Linked DNA regions of Oryzias latipes: regions 2 and 3 are each linked to region 1. The links are chromatin contacts, called in public Hi-C maps. All regions are on one chromosome and are shown on one strand. The core of a region is the stretch at or near the end of the contact, and the rest is flanking DNA. Distances in the headings are between cores, read along the strand shown. Region 1 holds the start of LOC101170021 (neurexophilin-1). Region 2 has its middle 24 kb from the start of LOC101155111. Region 3 holds the start of LOC105354517 (GTPase IMAP family member 8).

Region 1 (3,059 bases), core at 242-2,741:
GGATGAGTTTATGCCGGGTGCCAAGCGATGGCCATTTTTACACAAACAGTGCTTTTTTAATGAGTGAAAAAAAAAAAAAACTGTGGCTCGTCTGGATGTCCTCTGAAGAGCATTCAAGCTGAGTTATGGCCCCATAAGTATGTTCAGGGTTGAGAGTATGTGTATAAATGAATGTTTTAAAAGCACTTTTATTATGGTTGTCGTTTTGTCCCGATTGTGGTTTGGGGAGCGGATTTCCCTTTATGGATTGCCGTATCATGTCCCACTGAGCTCCCACAATTTCCCGGCTAACCGCAGAGGTTTGAATTGCACAATCACATTTAAGCGTTTGAAATAATCCAATAAAAAAGAAGAGGAGAAAACGGATCAGGCTATCACTTAAATGAGCTCATTCCCACTTTCATCAACATCGCCTGCATGGTAATGAGCAGTGAATGTGTGAGACACAGAAGAGGAAGGTGGAGGAGTGTGATTCTGCGAGATGTCTTTGATGTCTTGGTCACTGCAGGGTCTCCCCATATTCATGAGTCTGCAGCTCTGACCTCCACTCAGTCAGGGATTAGGTCTCTCAGTTGGAGGCCAGTGGAGCCAATTAACCTCTGACCCGAGATCAATTAACCTTTTTTACAACAGTAAATGTGCATTATTAGCAAGCAGAAAAACAAGAGCAAAGGGATTTTGATGAGTGAATGTGAAACAAAACTGGTGTGAAAGCAGAGGTTCTGACCCGGAGACGGTGGAATACAGAGCAGCTTTTCTTCTGTTGTTGACTGTCTGACAGAAGAAAAGCTGCAGAGCCAGAACAGAGCAAGACACTTCAACTCATCCATGAGTCTAATTAAGCAGAAATGGAGCCGTTGGGAGCTCGGCGACCTGTGCAGTGATATCTTGCATTCCAGTTCATTAACCTGCTTCTGATGAACTGCGTGTTATTGAAGAGAGTCTTTATTAATCACACCTCAGTGAGGTGACGGTCAGCGGTTCATCTGGACTCACCGCGTTTGTCAATACTGCCCAGCAGAGCTGCACATCAATGGCTGACCTGTGAGGAGGGCGAACACCTATTGTGTGACAGCCAGAGTTGTCCTGGAGCTGTGACACTTTACCCAAACTTCCTCCACTATCGTATGACATTTGAGGCATCTTTGATTTGACGAACCAATAAAAAAAAAATCCCAATCAATCCCTTCCTCCCACACATTGATTGTTTTGTTTAATGATGGGTTGCTGGGATGGGAAGCAGGAAGACCGTTGTGGGTTGGAAAAATTGATGCAAGAACATTGGAACCGAGAAGCCAATGAACTCAGAGTTGTGGAACAGATGTTTACCATCTTTTTATTTATTTTAACAGTCTCTTGTCTGTCAGCTTAATTGAGTGAAAAGAGTTTGGAAGCTGGATTGGTGAGGAGAGACAGTGAAAAAGAGAAGGGATTACAAAAAAAAAAAAGGGTGGGGGGGTTATAATCACAAACACTCAGAGAGCGAGAGAGACGCAGAAAAAAGGTCTGTTCGCTCTCTCCAGTCTCCGTGCTGCTCAGTTTCTGCAGGAGCTTTCTGCAGCTTCATTCCTCCAGGATCGCCTCTGGTGCCAGATATGATCAACCAGCTTCCCAGTGAAGTCATGTCTCCCTGAACTGGGATCTGTCCTGTTCCAACCTTTTTTTTCTATTTTCTTTTTCTTTTAATAATTGGATAACATGGATTTTTCAAATCACAACTAGTTTGAGTCAATCGCGGGATCGAGAGAGAGCAGGCAGAACAGTGGGGGCTCCGAGGGGTTTTCGGTGCGTGGACGCAGCAATCCAGCCTGCTGTGGATATGGGACCGCGCGTCTGCACAGGAGGATCTGGACCCTTTGGAGGAGCATCTTCCTGAAAGAGGACCAAGCCCGTTTTCGGGCATTTTTTTTTAAACATTTTTGATAACTCTTTTATTCCGGAGAGGGGGTGCTGCGAGTTTTACGCGACGGAATGATGCGTCCCAACCGCGGCTTCATCCTGCTCCTCCTCAACGGAACCGCTTGTTTGGTAAGAAAGAAGAGAGTGCAAGTCAAGTCTTTACGCATCTTCCTCACATTTACAAACATGTCGCACCTTGCGCCAGCGACGCACGTCTCTGCGCGCACGAAAAAACATCAAACTTCGGGTCCTGCCGAGACGCAGACATACTTCCTCCTTAATCTGTCCTGTTTGGTGCATCTGCTCAGGTTGATGTCTTTTTTTCTCCAAATGTGCAGACAGTCAGGTGAGCTCTAGTTGCTCTGACGGCTCAGGGTTGACAGCTGCTCTGATCCCCCTCGTGCGTAAAACGAGCAGAGCGTGCAGTGCACCGCCTGAGCACAGGTGATCTTATTTCTAATAGATTTACGCGTTTTAACGTTGGTTCATAACAATACACGCGTGCAAATTGTTCATTAAATTAATGAATAATTCCGGTTAAACTATCATCAGTCACTGACAGTGCACCGTATCGGCAACTTCATAAAATCTTAAGATTTCAAATTTTTTCTAAATAAATTCACATTTAAAATGTACCACTCCTCTGGAATCCACAACATCCAGCTCTTTTCCACGAGGAAGATGTGAAGATGAAACAAGCAAACTCTTTCTGAAGTCTTGATAATATCTTCCAGCCCTATAGAATTTAGATCACCCACTGGTCTTTCATGTGGGCTCAGACATATTAAACCGTACCCTTTAATGAGAAGTCGGCTCAGAAATCACATGAGGAAAGTTAAAACATCCTTCTGCCGAAACCCCTGGGCTGAGCACAGCTCAGTCATCCCAGAGAGCCCAGGGACAGAGCAGAGATCCAAAAAGACGAGGAGAGTGAAATGTTGGAGAAGCTGTTTGATGCAGCTCCTTTGTGCCGGCATACCTTCAAGGATGACCTTCTGATACTCCTATTAAAGTTTCATGCTGAAGCTTAAAGAGGAGTAATCGTTCTTTTGGTGGTTTCAGTAAGAGCAGACAGTTGTAAATGAATGTGCCGGTATAATTGGCAGAGTCACAGCCTTTTGAACTGATTCTTCAGTTCTTTCTGAGAGAGGAGACCACAC
Region 2 (3,059 bases), core at 267-2,766, 220 kb after region 1:
GGGACAACAGGAAGGGGAGGGGGGCAGTGACAGGGGAAGAGGGAAGGAGGACACACCTTGAGATATTGAATGCTGGCACAACTTGAGCCACTCCTTTAATAAGGATGGATTCAAGCAAAAGAAAACACTGTGAAAGAGTTGGAGGAGATCCATCAACATTTGAATTTTTTTTGTGCGCCTCCTGACACTTTATAGACCGCTTCCAATGATAATTGGAATGTTCTTGAGGCCTTTTTTCTCATAATGGAGGACATTCTTAAAAAAAATTAAGCATGAAATGGCAATTCTGAGAATCTCTTTATTCAAATCATTGTGAATCAGGAGCAGATGAAAAAAATGTCATTGGAAAAAGGTTTTTGTTGTGACATAGAATCTACAATCGGCGGGCCACCAGCTCCCTGCTCTGCTCCATTCTGATGCATCCACTTGAAGTCAAATAGATCCATAAACATCTTTGTTTTCCTCATCTGAGCTGGTATCTGGCTCTAAACTTTACGACTGGATAGCTCTAATATTGCTCACTGTTTTTGTATTACCAGCATTATTGGTGTGAGGGGATGTAAGCTACCAGGAGAGGGTGTAAACAAAGGGATGATGGGAAATGTGGTGGGCTTTCTCCGCGCCAACAGTTCCAAGGTGAATTTCTGATAAACCGCTGCTGCTCTGCAGGAACTATGTCCTGGAAAACGGTGCAGGTTTTTGGATTTTCAACATGATTGAAACTCCAGAAATAGATCAAAATACGACCGGAGTGGTTCTTTAAAACACAGCAGAGCAGGTTGGTTATTTTAAACTCTTGTCTGCTTGCATTCATTTCCAATTTCTACATCGCTGAAAATGACTCCTCCTTTGAGTGGAAAAAGCGTAAACAGACAAATCTGTTCAAAAGGGGGGAAAAGCTCTGCATCGTGTGTTCATCCCGGGTAAATTGTCACAAGTAAATTGTCAACTGGATTATTGTGCCAATGAGTAAAAATCACCGGCCATTTAGAGTGGATTTGTCTGCAAGGCAGAGATAAACGACAGCGTGCTTTCTGTGGCTTAGCCCCCCAGTTCTGAGAAAGAGACGCATGAAGGACATATTTTTTAGAGTAAACAGGCCAAAGAGAAAGAAGAAAAGAGGAAACATTCCAATTTGATTGCCTGGCTGAATTTATAAAGACATTGTTGCATGATTTGAATGTGAATAGTGAAGATGCATAAAAAAGGCCTGCCTGAACCTCATTAGTTTTTACTTTCAAGGTGAAAATGTTGAAAATTACAGGAAAAAGGTTACGTGAATTTATTTTGAAAATCTTGCAGGACATGGCTGCAGTTTAGTCATTGCGAAACCCAAACTGGTTCAATATGTGAGTTAAGGCAATCTAATATCTTACAGCACAAAAAAGGCCTTTTCTTTGACGCCTGCCCCTTTTCTGTCTGCTTAGATCACACCCCGTCTCTACCTTTACCTCCTTTACTCCCCTCTCATTTCTACTGTCAACAAAGAATGTGCAGTCTTCCCACAGGCCCTAAAGGAATCTCTCACACTGCACTCACATAATCACTTCAGACCCGACTGTTTAGGCCGACATCTCCTCTGGGACTTACCAGCCACAAGCCAAATCAGACCGCTGAGTGAAAAAAAAAAAAAAATGCAGCCGACAAAACAAAGAAGAGCAAGACAGGCAGAAACAGGAGGGCATCTCCGGTCTGAAAACATCCCAGCTGGTGTTGGAGAGGAAAATGTCACTCACCTTCTGTGGCAAAGGGAGGATTTCTGTGAAGATGATCAACTTTAAGAGACTTTTGTCCCAACGTGAACGCCCAATGCAGAAGGCATGCAAGTTATATGATCAGGCTCTTTCATTTCTAAATGCCTAGATAAAAGAGCCACATCAAATCATCCTTTTATTTATTTTAAAAGCATCCGCAGTGGTCTTTTAATTATGAATGTGCCATTTTTACCTAAAATCACAACACTTTTGTTGATTTCTAAGGTCTAATTACTCTGCAGAGCGGACTGTGGGCTAGGAGCAACCCCGCCTACCCTTCCCATTACCCATATGTGCTCTCCTTGCAGCTTACAGCCCTAATTTTCTTTAAACTTGTCCTGCATCATCAAACAGCAGGATTTTCATCGAAAAGCTCCATCATTCTAGAGCAAATCCAGAATTTCATTATATCGGAGAACCTGGTGTTCATGACATGTTTAATGATTCCTTACATTGGCGAATGGGTTTTATTTGAAACCTTCAGAACCGTTAGAAAGAAGTTTTTTTTTGCCTCCAATTAGAGGTATCCTTTGGAAGAGAGACTCTCTTCTCTATATGAGAATCTTTTTTCTTTCAAAGGTGGGGAGAGAGGAGCTGGTGTCCCCCTGCTAATGTCAGACTCAACCAGACTGGAAATAATTTAAATTATTGTGAAGAGAAAATATTTTTTAACAATGGCAAAACCAATTCAGAGGCTTTCAGCATCCTATGTTATTAAATATAAATTATTGAAATTTAGTGAGTGAACTTCAGATGCATTCTGTAGATGGACGCTCTTTGTTTGTGGCTACAACGGCTTCACGCTTCAAAGCTCTGTCTGTGCCACAGTTCACTGCAAGCATAGGGAAAGAAGAAGTAAAAAATGTGCAAAAGACAGTGGCAAATGTTTCATTTTTCTGTCACAAATGTAAAGACCATGAGTTGCAGCTTCTGAATGTGGCTAAAGCAGATAAAGGAAAAAGGAAAATAATGTACTTCTGGAGCCTCTAATCCAGAAAACAAAACCACAGTCTTGACGGAGAGCAGCAATAGCAGAGAAAAACAATGACAATCTGACAAATCTCTGTCTTGGATTCCTGGTTCTGGTGATGGACATAAGCTCACCTCAGACCGTGATAAAGAGGACTTTCAGATTTCATTCCATCAATTCAACCAATCAATCCAGCAAAAGGCTAAATTTTTAGCCTTTACCAATCAGGATTACAAACTAGATTCATTCATGTATTAAACTGAAGTCCTGGCATTGGTGCAAAGCAAACGTGTCACCTCTGAGTTTATATTTGACAATTAATTAGATGTTAGCAT
Region 3 (3,059 bases), core at 325-2,824, 140 kb before region 1:
AAGGGGGAAAAAAATCAATACAAAGACAACCAAACACACAGGTGTTTGTGTTTATTGCTTACGTCATCCTCATATGGGAATCCTCCCAGCTCAAGCTTGGAGAAGACCAGCTGCCCATTTATTTGGATTTCAAAGCTGCCTAGAATTTGAGGAAATGATGACACACAGTTTTTTGGGGTTCAGGAAGATCAGCCAGTTACTTAGGGAGCCTTTTTGTTTGCTTCACTCACCGCTTCTTCCCACGAAGCCTGACACTTCCGCTTCGGGAAACTCATCCTTGACGGTTGAGGCGAGATCCTGATAGCGGGGTTCGTACCCTCATCTACCGCTGCATGGAGCAGAGCACATTCAGAGAGAAGAAATCAAACCGAGCTGCAAAAAAACGAGCTAGCTTAGCTGTCAGCTAGCCTATGCTAACGTATCACAAGTCAACGTAAATAACATTATGAAGTTAAAACACAATGATGATTAACTATACTAAAAATAAAATAAACATAAATGCCTAATTACCAGTATTCCACATCAATTTTCACCCCCATTTCCACTGTTTGTCTGGCTGTGACCGACTTCAGCGCAGTGATACACAACAACCTGCGACTGGAGGGCGGAGCCGCTGAAGGCAGGCTTTATATGACGTCTTACGTAATCAGCGTGAAATGGGTTGCCAGGTTGAGTAGATTTCATCACAATTAGACGTATTTCAAAGTCTTTAAAGAGGGTCTTTTAAAGATTCACGTCGATTTAAAAAGTCGTTCTTTTAAAAGAAATACAAGGGTTATTCAAATGTTGTTGTAAAATGATCTTTACCAAGAGCTGCACACAGAGAGACACACAACTATGTTATCCATATATCCAGAAGAGTACTTGTTAAAAATGATAATAATGATAATGATAATGATAAATAAATTTTTTAAAAGACAGTGAATGTTAAAGTTTTGAAATGTTCTAAATTCATTATGTGAAATATTCACATGGTCTTTGCTGTTTTGCTTGTAGAACATTGTTTTTTTTTTTTTTCAGGTACTGTGTTTCGGCTTAAAATTGTCTGTTAGATTTGGCAACACTAAATGTTATTAATAACTGATGAAAATACAGGAAGATCCTGTTTAAAAAATAAATAAATTAAATGTTCATATACAAACCGAGTTTGGATAAACAAACGTTATAAATGCGCATACATAAAAAAATGAAAGAAAATAGGCAAAGGCAAGGCAAAAAACAATTCAAAATAACAACACTTTTGATATATTTTGATAAATTACTGTAGTTTTCTTGTTTTTGTTTGGAATGCATTTAAGAAACTTTTAATAATCTGAAAAAAACTAAACTAAACAAAGGGCATGTGTTTTTCCAGGAAGATCCTGTTATTTATGCCTGTTTGTAACTGTAAGAAACATTCCACGCCATTGTTTATACTCCTCTGAAGTAGTTCCAGACGTAAAAAATATAATATTTTTAACAACATTTATTTAATTTTATTAAATACATTATTTGAGATTCATAGAAACCACTCTTAAAATTCAAAGCAACTCAAGCAGAATGTCACATCCTTTTAGTCTATAGAATAATTTCCTGGGACAAATTTCACAGATTTTGATCACCCACGACTGTCAAATGTGGGGCTTTTTGTCTTTTCTTCATGTTTAAATTTAAACAGCAATGGTTTGAGGGTGGTGGGTCACAAGGGGCTCAACTGTCACGAGTTTGACAATGTAATGGAAAAACAGTGGAAAGGAAATGATATGGAAATAACAGAAAACAAGAGAGCTGTTGTGAGCTTGAATTGTTTTCAGCAAGTTGTCTGACATGTACGGAAGTGATGCAGAATTTGATATTCTACCATGGAAGTGCCTGACATGAGATGGACTGACAGATAAGTGAGCTATTCGTAGTTGATGACAGGCATTCAGAGATTTTAGACAGTTAAGAAGAATGGTTGAGATGCTGTATTTTTTGCATTAACATTAGTAAACATTGGTAAGGAGTAAAATCTCTCATGAAAGGTTCCCATCTTCTTTTTGAATTCTCCTGGGATTGCTCATTAGTGCAAACAGCTTTCTTTCCTGTGTGTCATTTGGTCCATGTTTAGTTTTCGCTGCTGTGAGGCATATCTCCTGCTACCTGAATCAGTTTGATTATTCATTACAGGCGACCTTTAGACTCACAGACCCATAAAACTCAAGAGTTTGCTGCAATCCCTTCAGCAGCAAACAGTAGCAGAGAACAGAAACCCAAAGGGGGATTTAAAACGAGCTCAGCTGTTAAAAGTAAACGCAGAGACGCCGCTGAACTTGACATGGCAACCAGCAACCTCTCAGAACGTAAGTTTTAAACACTGACTTTTTCTTCACAACCAAGCTGGATTGTCCCTTTTCATTCTTAATGATGCATGTTTTTGTGATTTCTATACCTCTGTATAAATGTTGTCTTCTTAGGGGATGACTGGAGTATTTCACAGCTAAAAATTGTTCTACTTGGAGGCAGAAACTCTGGAAAAAGTTCTGTTGGGAATTTACTTTTGGGCAAAGAGGAGTTTGTGACCAAAGAGCGGACCTCCTGCTCTCGGAGGCTGGGTGTGGTGGCTGGACGGTGGATCACAGTGGTGGACACTCCAGGCTGGTGGTGTGATTTCAGCGCCGGGGACACGTCTCAGCTGGTGAAGAGGGAGATCGTGAGCAGCGTTTCTCTGTGCCCGCCGGGCCCTCATGTTTTCCTGATTGTAATCAAGGCGAGCTCGGCCTTCTCTGAGAGGCGTCGCAGAGCTGTGGAGGAGCACGTGGCCCTGCTGGGTGATGGGGTGTGGAGTCACTGCATGGTGGTCTTCACCTCCGCGGACAGGTTTCTACACAAAGGAGCAGAGGAGTGCGTGGAAAGAGGGGGAGCGGCCCTCCGCCGGCTGACTGAGAAGTGTGGTCAGAGGAGCCACAGTGTTGTTCTGAATGAGCAGACTGAAGGAGCAGCGCTGCTGCTGAGGATACAGAAACTTATGTCGGAGAACGGAAACAGAGCTTTTGAGGTGGAAGAAAGCATCTCTCAGGCAGCTGCAGAGGAGAAGAGAG

Evidence for each region. A called contact is a pair of places that touch in the nucleus more often than the background predicts.
Region 2: a contact with region 1 is called in a Hi-C map of embryo, with 2.4 times the contacts expected there. The contact joins the enhancer-like site here to the promoter of LOC101170021 in region 1. A contact is called at or near these places in 4 of 5 Hi-C or Micro-C datasets (embryo and fibroblasts).
Region 3: a Hi-C map of fibroblasts shows a contact between it and region 1, with 4 times the contacts expected there. The contact joins the promoter of LOC105354517 here to the promoter of LOC101170021 in region 1. A contact is called at or near these places in 5 of 5 Hi-C or Micro-C datasets (embryo, fibroblasts and gastrula embryo).

Annotation. Positions count from the first base shown.
Region 1 is chr8:4,445,140-4,448,198 of ASM223467v1, reverse strand. LOC101170021 (neurexophilin-1) reads left to right here and starts at 1,491. Exons shown (of 2, transcript XM_004071249.4): 1 at 1,491-2,028. The coding sequence starts at 1,972.
Region 2 is chr8:4,222,943-4,226,001 of ASM223467v1, reverse strand. No RefSeq gene overlaps it. Among protein-coding and RNA genes, the nearest start is that of LOC101155111, 24 kb to the right of the region's middle. Within about 2 kb of position 1,516, at least 1 of the 8 cell types and tissues checked has an H3K27ac peak or open chromatin away from gene starts, as enhancers often do. A contact at or near this core is called in embryo, where this site is marked.
Region 3 is chr8:4,587,028-4,590,086 of ASM223467v1, reverse strand. LOC105354517 (GTPase IMAP family member 8) reads left to right here and starts at 1,574. Exons shown (of 5, transcript XM_011477847.3): 1 at 1,574-2,321; 2 at 2,436-3,059. The coding sequence starts at 2,297. mien1 (migration and invasion enhancer 1) reads right to left here and starts at 646. Exons shown (of 4, transcript XM_004071195.3): 1 at 511-646; 2 at 231-328; 3 at 63-139. The coding sequence starts at 539.